Linked DNA regions of Drosophila melanogaster: region 2 is linked to region 1. Evidence: chromatin contacts called from public targeted proximity ligation data. All regions are on one chromosome and are shown on one strand. The core of a region is the stretch at or near the end of the contact, and the rest is flanking DNA. Distances in the headings are between cores, read along the strand shown.

What was found.
Region 2: a targeted proximity ligation map of the Kc167 cell line shows a contact between it and region 1, with 4 times the contacts expected there. A contact is called at or near these places in 16 of 107 Hi-C or Micro-C datasets (the Kc167 cell line, the ML-DmBG3-c2 cell line, the S2 cell line and 6 more) and 2 of 7 datasets of targeted methods (both in the Kc167 cell line).

The regions. Positions count from the first base shown.
Region 1 is chr3L:9,210,088-9,216,753 of dm6, reverse strand. CG4476 reads right to left here and starts at 4,874. Exons shown (of 6, transcript NM_140036.2): 1 at 4,541-4,874; 2 at 4,024-4,098; 3 at 3,554-3,881; 4 at 2,292-3,356; 5 at 1,984-2,160; 6 at 1,498-1,918. The coding sequence starts at 4,086. The coding sequence ends at 1,662.
Region 2 is chr3L:9,335,863-9,342,114 of dm6, reverse strand. It overlaps PGRP-LC (Peptidoglycan recognition protein LC), which reads right to left and starts at 1,677. Exons shown (of 6, transcript NM_206308.4): 1 at 1,526-1,677. It overlaps PGRP-LA (Peptidoglycan recognition protein LA), which reads right to left. Exons shown (of 6, transcript NM_206304.2): 3 at 5,182-5,403; 4 at 4,894-5,129; 5 at 4,455-4,661; 6 at 3,779-4,389. The coding sequence ends at 4,246.

The DNA.
Region 1 (6,666 bases), core at 3,625-6,124:
GTAAGTTTTATTTTACAGTTTTATGGCACACTCTTTAGATATATAACTACGACCTTCGAATTTGATCTCAATTTGTTTCATAACCAGCTGCTCTCAGAAATATTAATCAAGTATTATTAATCGAAATATTTAATGCTTTCGCAGCTATTGCCGCATTTCATTAAGTTTTAATAAAATATTCATAGTTGATAGTCTATGAAAATGAAAGTTTAAAGCATTGCTCCATATTCCGCGTTTTTATGTTCTCTACCCTTGTGCATTACGATTTTTTCCGTATTCGTTGTGATGCTCCACAATGCCCCAATCCCCGATCCCGATCCCGATCCCCAACAACTGTCCGCTGCATTCTGCGCACCCGTTTAATAAATTGCCCTCAATTGTTTCCTCTTTTTCGGTTTCGTGCATCACTGCACTGCAACAACACCAACAGCAACACCAACAGCCACCCACTGCAGCGCTGGGTTTTCGGCAAATTATTTTCGTTTATTGTAAATGATTTGCGCGGCAGCTATCGCTTAAAGCCCAGAAAAAGTTTATTTACCCCTTTCGCGCTGCTTAAATATTTCGAACGCCTTTGATTGCAAGCGAGTTGCTGCAATCTTGGCAATTTTATTTGCGCTTTAAGCAAATTCCGGCAAGGCAAAAGTTGCCACAAAGTTATTTCATTAGCTGCAGCCGTGCCGAGGAGCAGCCTTCTCCTTAAAGGAGGATTTTATTAAACTTCAATGCTTGTTAGTCGCGTGTTGTTGCCATTTTTTTTGTTTTTCCTCCCCGTTGATATTGTTTCTTACACCTTTTGCAGTGGAAATCGGAGCGCAAGCCATTTAGAGGGTAACTTTTTTAATTTCCTCGCCGTTGTCTCTGTGCATTCATTTTGTATGAGCGTCCCACGCGGCGTATACGTAATGCGCCTGTCAGCGTTGAGCTCAAATGTCAAGCGAATGCAACGAGTGTCCTTGACAACACTATATGTGCATTTAGTAAAACGCATTTAGATGCCCGTTTACTTCGTCCCCTCCGCTCAACCAGTCAGTTGGCAAAAATGGGAATAGCCAAAAATAACTTTTAATTAAGACATTTGCAGGTCCAGAGAACCGACATATTAATTTGCGACTGCCGCAAACAAAACGGGCGAATGAAGATGGCCAGATGGACAGCAGCAAAAACAGCAACAATGGGACCAAAACTATATGCAAAGTGTGTCAAACTTGCACAACAAATTGAAACTCAAATAAATGTCTGTGCAGTGAGAGGTCTGTTGAGAGGCAGAGACAAATGCAGCGACGAGTGATGGGGCTGCCTTGCTAATTGTTAGTTTTAAATATTGAACATTTCTCAGATAAAGTTGTCTTACCTTCGGCCGGTCGAAGCAATTTGTTGCCGTCTGGCCAAGAGAAGAAAAAAAAAACTAAACAACTGACATCTGCAAAAATGAAAAACCCAAACTTCAAACAGCCAGCAATTGGAATTGCTTAAAAGTAAACTTTCGACTTAATTGATTTTTGTTTGATTTCATTTCGTATAAATGAAAATAAGAAAGTGTATATAAAATATATTAAGTACAACTAAAACCTTGTGCCAAACAATTTTCTAAGCAGTATTAAATGAGAAACATGCAAAGTTTTTGAGGTGACATAAAATAATATAAAAGTAAGTTTGGTTTAACCGAAAATTCGATCTCCAGCTGTGTAGCAAACACAACGGCGATTAACATTTTTGGAATTTTCCTCATCCTTGTTTCGCAAAAACATTTGGTAATCCATCAGCTTTTTGGGATCCGAAGGCCCCCAATCGGAATGCGGCTTAATGGAATTGTTAATGCGACTCTTCAAAGATCCTTTCGGTTGCTTGAAGTTTGCATAACCTGCCCAGTAGAACAGCTGGCCAATAATACAGCCCGATACACACCAACCAACAACTATAATTCAAATATTAGTAATATTATTTTTAACACAAATTATACTTCTTTATAATATTGCTCACCTCTATATACCAATGGAAATTCCTGACCATTATAGCTGAGTGGACGCATGGTAAGCAAGCTGTACACCAGGATGACCAACATAACCAAAGGAGTAACAATGGACCAACAGATCCGATAGTAATTTGAAGTCTTGATATTCAGCATGTATTCAGCATCTTGGCAGAGACGTTTGGTGCCTTTCGAGAGATAAACGTATCATATATTAAATCTAATGTCCTTTTAAACACATTCTTAAATGCCTTTACGAGTAAGTACTATAGCTATATAAAATTTTCTTTACAAACAAAAATTAATATTAATTGCTTACCGTAGATCCAGCCCACGGCAATGAGCTCAAAGATGGCCGATACCAGGGAGACAAAGGTGACGCCGTGAAAGTCCATAAGCGTGATGATATGTTGACCTCCGGGAGTGATGTAAATCAATCCCACCAGAAATCCTATCACCGAAAGGCTGACCACTATAATCCACAGCTTGACGTTCACGAACTGATCTTTGAGCACGGTCATAATGCAGCTGACCATGCCCACATTGCTACCAACGCCCAACATGAAGAGCATGGCGAAGAAGAGCAGCGAAAACACTTGAGGAAACATTTTGAACTTGGCAATGGCATCCGGATAGGAGATGAAAGCCAATCCAGGACCTGCCTTAACCACACTGGCAATGTCCTTGGTGCCCGATTCGTGAGCCAGGTTTCCCAGGATTCCAAAGATAATCACACCCGAGAGCAGTGAGGTGAATGTGTCCAGGGTGGTTACTATATTGGCATCCCGATAGACATTGTGACCGAAACGGTTGTACGAGGAGTACATGATGATCACACCGAAACAGACGGCCAGGGAGAAGAACACCTGGGTGACGGCATTGTACCACACCTGCGGCTCCAAAAGTTTCTCCCACTGTGGAGTCAGAAAGTACATAACTCCGTCGTAGGCACCTGGTAATGTGAGTGCTCTCACGAGCAGGATAAACATTACAACGTACGGAAAGAGGGCCAGGACATAGGCCGCCTTTCCTGAACTCTTCACTCCCCGAATGATGATTAGTGTTACGGTTAGCCACGAAATGCCCAGCATTAAGGCCAAACTACCACTGGGATATCCGATGCCCTCCTCCAGGGAATCCGTTTCATTCAGCACGATGCGTTGCAAGTAGAGTTGCGTGGAGGAGCTGAAGTTACGCGACAGTTGGCCCTGAAGAGGCTGCCCCCCAGATGCACTTACGCACCCGTCACCCCACTCCTCGCGACAGAAGCTCCAGGGCAACTCCGATGCGAAGGAATCGAAAAAGTATCGCAGAGTTAGGGCCATCACTGAAGCATAATACGTGGCCAAAACGCCTAGGGCCAATAGCTGAGCATAGCCCACACCTGGTAAAAGAAAAAAAAAAAACAAGAAAAGGAATTAGTTTCTTAATCAATCAACTGGCTGTTGAATAGCCATGCTATTCTCGACCTTTATAATTACACGAATTACTATAAAGAATGAAACAACACACACACAGTTTTTAAACACCAAATATTTGTGTATGTTTCTTAAGTGAATAAGGTTGGCTCCATCTTCTTACCTCTCATGAGGGGCGCAAAGTCAAAGACCTGCACGATGCCACGACTGGAGAACTGTCCCAGCAGCATCTCCATGTAGTAAATCGGCTTTCCCACCACAAACAGGACGACGAGGTACGGAATTAGGAATGCCCCTCCGCCGTTTTCCAGGGCCGTAAATGGAAACCGCCACACGTTGCCTAATCCCACGCTCAGGGCGATGCAGGACATCAGGAACTCCAGCGAACTGCCCCAGTTGTCGCGGGCCTTCCGATCCGGAGAGAGCTCAGACGATTCCAATGCCATGGGCAGCAAGGATGGCTTTAGCAGCGCCTCGCCACTGCCGGCACACTGGAAAAAAACAATTACTCCGTTTCTAATTGAACTTGACACTCGGAAAATAATTTATGTTTTAGCAAATCAATAACATGTTTATATGTTTGGCCCTTAAAAATATAATTACGCTTTAAAGAAATCGTTGTGAGTAACTTACCCTGCTGGTCTCCAGTTTCGGCAGGCCGCCGCTCACTAGGATCTCCGTTTTCAAATCTTTCATCGTAATGCGTTGCTAGAAATAAGATAGGGCAACAATTTAGATACAAGCTGCAAAAAATGCCCAGACGCTCCTCGAATTCAAATTGACGCCTCCGGCGCTCCGAATTATTGAAATCTAATACGCTGAATTGCAGGACTGCGTCGTCGATTGTACTACAGCGGAATGTCGCTAAAGAGAACGGCACTCAAATATCAAAACTGTTTACAATTTACATATAGATGACTGAAAAAAGCACCTCAACGTAAATTAGAAACCAAATCGGTCTTATTTCATAACTTAATCCAAAACTTCTAATCAAAGATTTTCGAGTTGGTCAAGTGCCCCTGTAGTTTTTCAGTTTTCCAGCTGATGCAATCGCATATTACGATTTCAGCAAACCGTTTATTAATGTTTATCCAGCGGCAATTGAAGGGGGCAATTGTTTGCCAAGGCACAAATAATATAATATTAATACCTTTTAAGTATTTCTTGACGTGAATGAGGTAGACGTGATTTTGCAGAATGTTATCAACCGGCACCATGGACACAAAACACACTTTCTGAACTCGCAAACAACGAATACGAAAAACACACACTTTAAAAACAAGCAATCAAGTTTGGCTGAAACTTTGTAATTTTCAACTCTTTTTCGCGAAATAAAATCACAGCAACCCAAATCCACCGATCGAGAACCGTTCCATCAACATTTCCCTTCGAACTTCTGTTTATCTAGGTTTTGTTTATTCCCCTATTCTATTTGGCTGTCTGCTGTCTTTCCTTTCCTGGGACACAAGACTCTGAAGTAAAGTGGAGAGCTGCGACCGGCTTTTATAGAGAAGCATCCGCACTCAAAACTCGGGTTTTGCTCAAGAGAGACTTATTGGATGGGGGTCTTCAATCAGCCGGTCAATTTAATTGATTGAAGTCCGAAGCGGATTTGGGCGGTCTGGATACTTTGATTTGTGCGTTCGGAATGCTTAATTAAAATTCATTTTTGGCAATATTTGCTTTAAAGGAAATTTTACTGGGAACTTTACCTACAAGCAAAGGTTCAAGGCCCACGAATTAAAATATGTCTGTCAATTTGAGCATAATTGATTCCAAATAAATCATATATCAGAAAATTCTTGTAGAAAATATCAAAATATGTTGCCTTCTTTTGGGCATTTTGCATTCGAACTCAAAACCTGAGTGCTATAACAGAAGTGATCGCTAAACAAGTTATATACCTGTCAGCTTTGTGTAGACACACAAATTTTACGGATTTTTGCAGTTCAAAAAGCTGATATAATCTCAATTAATTTATTTCCTACCAAGCCAAGTGGTGAGGTTTCGAGCTTATCAAACGCTTTAACTCTTTATTTATGCGCATCCGTTGCTGTGTACTTTCCTAAGGCCAAATATAAGCAAAACAATAAGATTTATGAAGATACGAGAACAAACGAGAAGTTTAGCTCGTTCTTATCGAAGATCCAGTCGCAATGATAACCTTGCAAACAATGACGGGCCTCGCGCTATCATATTGGCACGACTTTCTGCAGCGGCAATCGCAAATGGAAGCAGTTCATCCAAAATATTGCTCCCATAAAGCCATATATGACCCATAATTGTCATATCTCAAAAACACTTTTTACTGCGGCTAATCAAACATGAATATGTCTGCTAGCATATCAAAAAAAATTGTCATAAATTTCTGAGCAATAAATAGCTTTAAATATAAATGGTTTTTCTAAAATGTAAGTATGTACTTATTTTTACCAACTGTTTGTGTAAGATTTAGTTATAAGATAGTGATAAAAATCACATGAGCCCTTTTTTTCCATTAATAGTGTTAAACACATAAAAGCTTTTTTTAGGTGTTACATTTATTAAATATTTGAACAATGCCACATTTACTAGGAGACTCAGTTAGGTAGACCCATTTTTTTTGTCTGCACCTAATGAGAGTAGGAGTTAGCTAAGTCAATGACCCAAAACCACTGTGACACCACTCAGTGGTTTTGATAAACGCATCACCCGACTAGGCTTAACCACTATTTTTTTTTTTTTACATAATTCGCTTCGCTTTATTTGATGCCACACACAGGCTTCAATTCGAGATCTTGTCTCTGGCAAAAATCGCGGGTTTCCGCTAATAGTTCCTGTCAACGAGTAATCAAGCATATACATATATCCCAAACTAATGCAAACATAACCCTCGAAATCTGAGAATCCGAATCTGAACAATACAGCTGGCACAAAAAGTGAGGCAGCGGTGGGGGAAAAAGTTGTCCGTCATTCTTGGGGGAATATTTTAGCATCTTGATGAGGCCGAAATGAGATGGAAAGTTTGTCATAAACGGTAGTCAAAACACGAACAAATACTATCGTGTTATACGTAAATAACTGCTTTGTATATATAAGGCTGATATTGCCATTTCAAGGCATCCAAATGTATAATTTGACTTGGAATATGTTTATTGTCTGGCAACACGAGATATGGCAAACAAAACTTGTACCATTCCATCGTTAAGTAGATTCTAAACGGTTGTTAAAATAAAATCCGAGGTGAGATACTGGAGCTGTTACTACATCGTAATGATTCTTTCAAGTGCATCATAA
Region 2 (6,252 bases), core at 428-2,927, 130 kb before region 1:
ATAATAAGCTAGTCAAACGTTGTCAAATTTCGAAGAAATTTTTTGTTTGAATTGGGCTAAAGTGGGCTTAACTTTGGGGAGGCACTTTGGCTTTATGGTGCACTGATTTTTTTATTTTTGATAAAACCACATAATTCCCTTGTGTGCAAGTGTTTTTAGAACATTGATAAATATATGTATATATTTTAACAATGTATTGCTGATATTATATTATGCGATAAGCTAAGTGATATTTATTTGATAGCTTTGAGCATTATTAAACGGTTTGGATAACACACACAATTTAGAAAAATATTTCGTCAGTTCTTTAATACTTTTCAATTACACATGCTTTATAAAAGTGATTTTATTGTTATCACAATCCATTAGATCGTTCAGTTGCAATATGATTTATAAGTACAATCAACGCTTTTAGTTCATGTATACACGATTGTTGATAAGCTCGATTGCCAACAGAGTTTTTAAAACGCGAATAAAAAACGTTGCTGCTGTTGTATGGCAGTGAAGTTTGTATAATTAAGATATAAGGGTATTGAATAGTGCTGGAATATATGTGTATGTATACAGTTGACTTATATTGTATACTCGTCAAATTCGATTCAAATAGTTGGTCAGTAAGCTCGCACGAATGCAAGGCTTATGCAAATTAGCTATAATCATTGACGTAGTCTATTTACTTAAGTGGATTCCGAGAAACACAAAAGTAGTAGTTGTTACCCATACATATGCATGTTATGCTTAATTTTGGATATTCGAAAGCCACGAGTGACGTCTTCAAAAGGCTGAAAGATCATTATGGGCATATGCCGTGACGTCTTGATGATACGTAGATACGAAGGTTTCCGAAGAGGTGTGCCAATTTCAAAACAGTAACTCTATTTTAAAGAATTCCGCGAATTGTGATAAACTCGATAGAATTGAAAGGGTGCCTTGGAGGGTAGCGACTTTATACTTTAGAATCGATGTTCTAGAGAGTTGGCACAGAGCACGCTTTTGAGATAACACCAAATGGAATACACCGAATAACGACAACGGCTACAAATGAGAAACGGAATGGCATTTTGAGTTTACCGAGCGCACCAATACACGTGCACGGGAGCGGCGGCCATTGTCACTAATACACGCACAGATCATCACAATATGGGTGCTCTTTGTTTTGGTTGTATTCTGTTTGGAGAATCGATAATAATTAACAACTCTGATGTTTTACGTGTTTTCAAAATTATCATTAAATATGGCCTATGTGCAAATTAATTGATTTTCGATCGATGTTTCGATAGCATGTTTTCTTTTTCACTTCCACGAATTTCTTTCACTTCCTTTCGTGTTTCGAAAGGCTAATTAACATTCCTGGAACATAAAACGATTGGAGAAACAAACTAGTTTGCACTTAAATATCGATATAATTGCTCAATTATTTGTCACTAGTCATATAATAGGATTATGATTATTTTGCGGTGTGTAATATTCTATATAATCACTCTATATTCTATTCTATATTAACACTTTGCATATCGTTACGCACTTTAAATTGCCGACGAAAACCGTTGCAGCTCGTTTGATATTTGAGCGTCTATACTATATAGCCAATTTGTAAGTCGAACTTTTTATACCGTTTCGCGCCAATTTCGAATCGTTGAGCAGCGGCGCGTTCGAGTGACTCTGATCAACTGAGCGGCGATCAAATCGCAGCGGCCTGAAAAGCTGGAGCGTCTGATATGGCAGCGTGTGGGGAGCGTGTGTGAGGGAGAGCAGATCGCTGAGAAAAAAAAAACAAAGAGAATGATGGGGAGAGAGCGGTCGGCGTTTTTGCGTTTATTTAACCAAAGTTGTTTAATTTGAGTCCGATTTTCAGGCAGTCCAACTTGTTACCGATTTGCATTTTAATAAGTGATTTCTCAAAAGATCTTAAGAGTGCAACTCAAAAGCCTTGTTCCAAAAAACTTCTAAATCGTTTTAGAAAATATAATTTTTTAACATATAGTGTTTACATATTACATAATATGAACGCGTTCTGTTGTATTTTCTATCCTTTTTGTAATCTAGCGTTAACCAATAAAATGCAATGATTTAAATTTTCCTTAAAAAAAACTGTACATTTTAATAACTTATGATAGCGGTACAACTTTTTCTCAATCGAAACTGGTTTAAACGAAAAGCGAGTGATCCCAAGAAACCGAAAGAATTCCGATAACTGCATCTGGCGAGCTGCATATTTCGGTTTTTCCGAGCGTCATTAAGTCGCGGAACCTGTTCTCGATTTCGGGTTTTTTTTTATAAATCTTCCAGATATTAGTCAAATTTATAACGATACCTCCAGCTACGCCCCGTGGCTCGAGAATGGTCTCTCCAACTTCTCCCACCTGACGATGACTGTTTGTTTTTGTTTAGTTGTTTAGTCGTCCGCACCGACATCGACACAGACAAATCGGCGTATACGTATTATATATGTACATATGTATGTATATAAATATATATATTTTTTATTTATTCAACCAATAAACAACACAAATCTCCGGCTCTCTCCCGTCTACCAAAACACTTACAGACATTGCAGTGTGGGCAAAAATGTGAACATTTTAAATTGCGCTACCATTTCCGAGAATTGTTTTGTTTTGCGGCCCGCAATCGGTTTTTGGCTATTTCACTTTGTGGTACAGGCCAGTTATATATATATATATGTATACATATGTACATGTGTACATAGCTCTTTTTTTTCTCTTCCAATTCCAGCTTGACCCATTGTACTTGTGTTGAAAAATATTTAATGTAATTATAGGCGAACGGCGGTTCGGCGATCTCTGATAGTCTGAAAAGGGCGCCGGGAAACTGTTGATGGATAAAACGTAAAGAGCAACAAATTGGCGAAACGAATTCCGAACACGCTTACAGAAAAGAAAAATAAAAATATAATTATAAGTGGAAAGCGCAACGAGCTTTAATCGAAATAGTTGTAGACTATTTATAATATTTTTTCTCTCAGTGTTCCTGACTTACTGATAAGCTTGTTGAGTGGCCTTTAAAATGTATTATTTTATTGCAGTTAAAGTTCTACACCGAAACATCTAATGATTTATGCCTTTTGTAGCCAGGCAATCTATTCTTTGTTGACCCATTATTTTATTGCGAAAAATGCCAGTAATTATTGTAAATCATTTCCAATGAAGCAGATAATAATTTCTTTACAACGGTTGCGAAATCAATCACCATAGCTATTTTAATATACCTACCTCCACATATTTTCTTACCTTAATTATTATTAATTATTTTTACTTTTTTGGTTCCCTCTTCGCATATGTGTTTTTTTCTTCTTCTTTTTGGTTTTTACACGTGCCGTACTCTCGTCATTGTTTTGGCCAAAAATTCGTTCCGCGTTGTAGGTATAATTTTTTTTTTAAGGCGCCGTGAGATTAATTAGTCAATGAATGTATGTACGTCACTCTTTTGGGCAGGTTGGACTTTAGGTCATTGATGAAAAGAGGGTTAAAAGGCACACCCACTAGTTTATTAGCTTTCCATGTCGTCATAGTTTCAGCTCATCATTTGATGCGCAAGTTAAAAACATAAACATTTCGAAGGAGTTTCTTTTTTTTTTTACCAATATAAATCATCGAACGTACTTCTCTGTTGAGGGCTTTGAACTGAAGGTCGGTGATGATAGCAGATCTTATTGGCAAATATCCATTTCATTTTTAATATATTTCTCTGCTATTACCAGTCTTCCTGTAAATAGGATTGTAATGACTCCATATGATAACAAAAATAAAACATCATTATTATCATTGTACATATATTCACGTTGAAAGGCAGATAAATGACAAAGGCAGCCACAGCGATCACAACATCGTCTATATAAGTGAAGTGAAGTGAAGCTACCGATAATGATGTTGTACTGGCGCACAAAGGCTCTCATATATTTACACACACACACAGACACACACAAGATCGATGAGTGTTAAAGTCTATGAGGGAATAAAAGGGGTACTGGTATTGGCACTGATAGAGGTTGACTGCGGCTTGGGAATTTCCAGCTTTTTGAGCGACAGTAAAACTAAACAGAGCTCCAGAGAGGAAGAGAGACACTATATATATATATATTACTATAAATAAACCGCTTGCTCCCAACCGGTTTACTTTGGTTTCGAAGCCAGCATAACCGATTAAAAGAAAGCTCCATTCGCCTTAGTATATGTATTAAAATACAGTTTGTGCTTGGTTACACTTAGGTGGTAGAAAAGTCTGTAGCTATTGCTTGGCGTCCCACGATTCCGTTTTCATGCCCAATTCGATGCCGCAGGCCGGTGCTTCGTCCATTCCGCAGCCGTAGAAATGCGGCCAGTTCCGGATTTCTTGATACACATATGCACCCGGGCTTCTGGTCACCTTAGTCTGGAAAATATTCAATTAAATTATTATGTCACCAGATATGCCAGATATATAGTAAGTAATTATACCTGATTTTGCGCCACTAGTTTGTAGTCCACATCAATATTTCGATTGGCCACTGCATGGGCCAGCAGAAATTGGACACCTTCCAGCTGTTTGGGACCGGGCTTAAACCGGCCATAGTCGCCCATAAAGGTAATGGCCAATGTCTGGTTCGCATACGTGTTGGCCCAGTCCCAGCCGCGGCCAACGTAGATGTTACCCTCCTCCGAAACCTGGTCGAAACAAATTCGGAAATTTGACAATTTGCGTAAGCGGAAAGCGAAATGCCCAAAATGGCACGTGAACGTGATGGGAACACAAATGCACGCGCCGGGATTTCTTTTCCCTACTACACTCGAAGAAATTTTGATTTTTAAGGCTTAAAAAGTATTATACAAGGCTTATTTTAGGAACTATGTTTCCCATTGAGGCGCGTAAAAGAGTGCAGAACAAGAACAGGCTTACATAAAAATTGGATTGGATATCCGGCAGACCCTTCTCAGCAATGGCTGAATCCTGAATGGTGCGCATCTTGATGGAGCACTTGTAGATGTTATCGCAGGGCAGAGACTGCACTCCAATGTGGGTGATTAGGACGTAGGGAATGGGTCGCTTCAGGGGAATGGTCAGACCATGAGAGTTCTTCGACGCTCCCCACTGCTCTCTGTCGACGACGAGATGGCCGTTTCCTAGATTCGGAACTGTAGAATTGGTGAATTGGCTATATGGATTATACAAGTGCCATCCACTTACACGTTTGGTGGTCGTAGTTGTTGCCAAAATAGATGGCTTTATTACTGGGCAACTCGGGCTTGGGTCGATTGAGTTCCACGTAGAGCACAATCAATCCGGTGGCCAGGACCAACAGGATCAGCGTGATCAGCAGGATGGTGTTCCGAGTGACCCGCCTAGATGGCGACTTATCACGACTTCGATTGGCGTTGCCATTACCATTGGCATTGTTGCTGTTGATTCCTTAATTAGCGAAAGTCAATCAATTAGCATATGATTCACAAAAGCCAAGAAATTGTATCGTTTCAATGGATATATTGACTTAAAATGTTTTTGAAACATTTTACGGTTTTGCATATCAAAAGCATTTATATTTCTATAACAACAAACAAGTCGGAAACTTAAAATCATAATCTAGAAAATTTAAATAATTTTAAAACGTTTTTAAGCTCAATTATCTTTCAGGCCTCTAAATATTTTTTTCGGTGTCGGAAAACACGGATCTAGTTAAGCCTGTGAAAGCGCTGAGTAAATCTAATTTATTAGTAGATATTAGATTTTATGTATGTACTTGATGAATCCCGGGAGTGGGCTAAACTGGGTTCGGGTGTACGTCTTCTGCGCGCCGTGCGTTCCGAGTGAACTTTTAGTAACAGTTTCATGGCACTTCGATCCACTAAGCTTATCACACCTCTTCGTTATTGGACACAAAACACGGCATTATAAGCCTATATATCTATTATGAGTAATTGACCACTGAGTCATCGGTAACAAATATCATAGCAAATACTGGGAACAGCGGTGGTCTGCAAATTGATTGTTTTATAATGTGGTACAATGGGTTTGACCGATAATCGGACGGCGGAGTGCCACTGGTACCGCCACCGCACCTGAACCCGTCGCACAAACAACTGAAATGCGGCGCAGCTGTCGATGGAACAGAAAGAGAAACAACAGCCATACAAATTGCAAAAGCGCTGGAAGTCAGCCATCTCGCTCTACCCTTGCGTTGACATGTTTTGTGTTTGCTTGCGTGAAGAAAGGCCAGGGGTTGAGTTGACGAGGGGGGGGGGGGTGGAAGTGGTTGGAAGT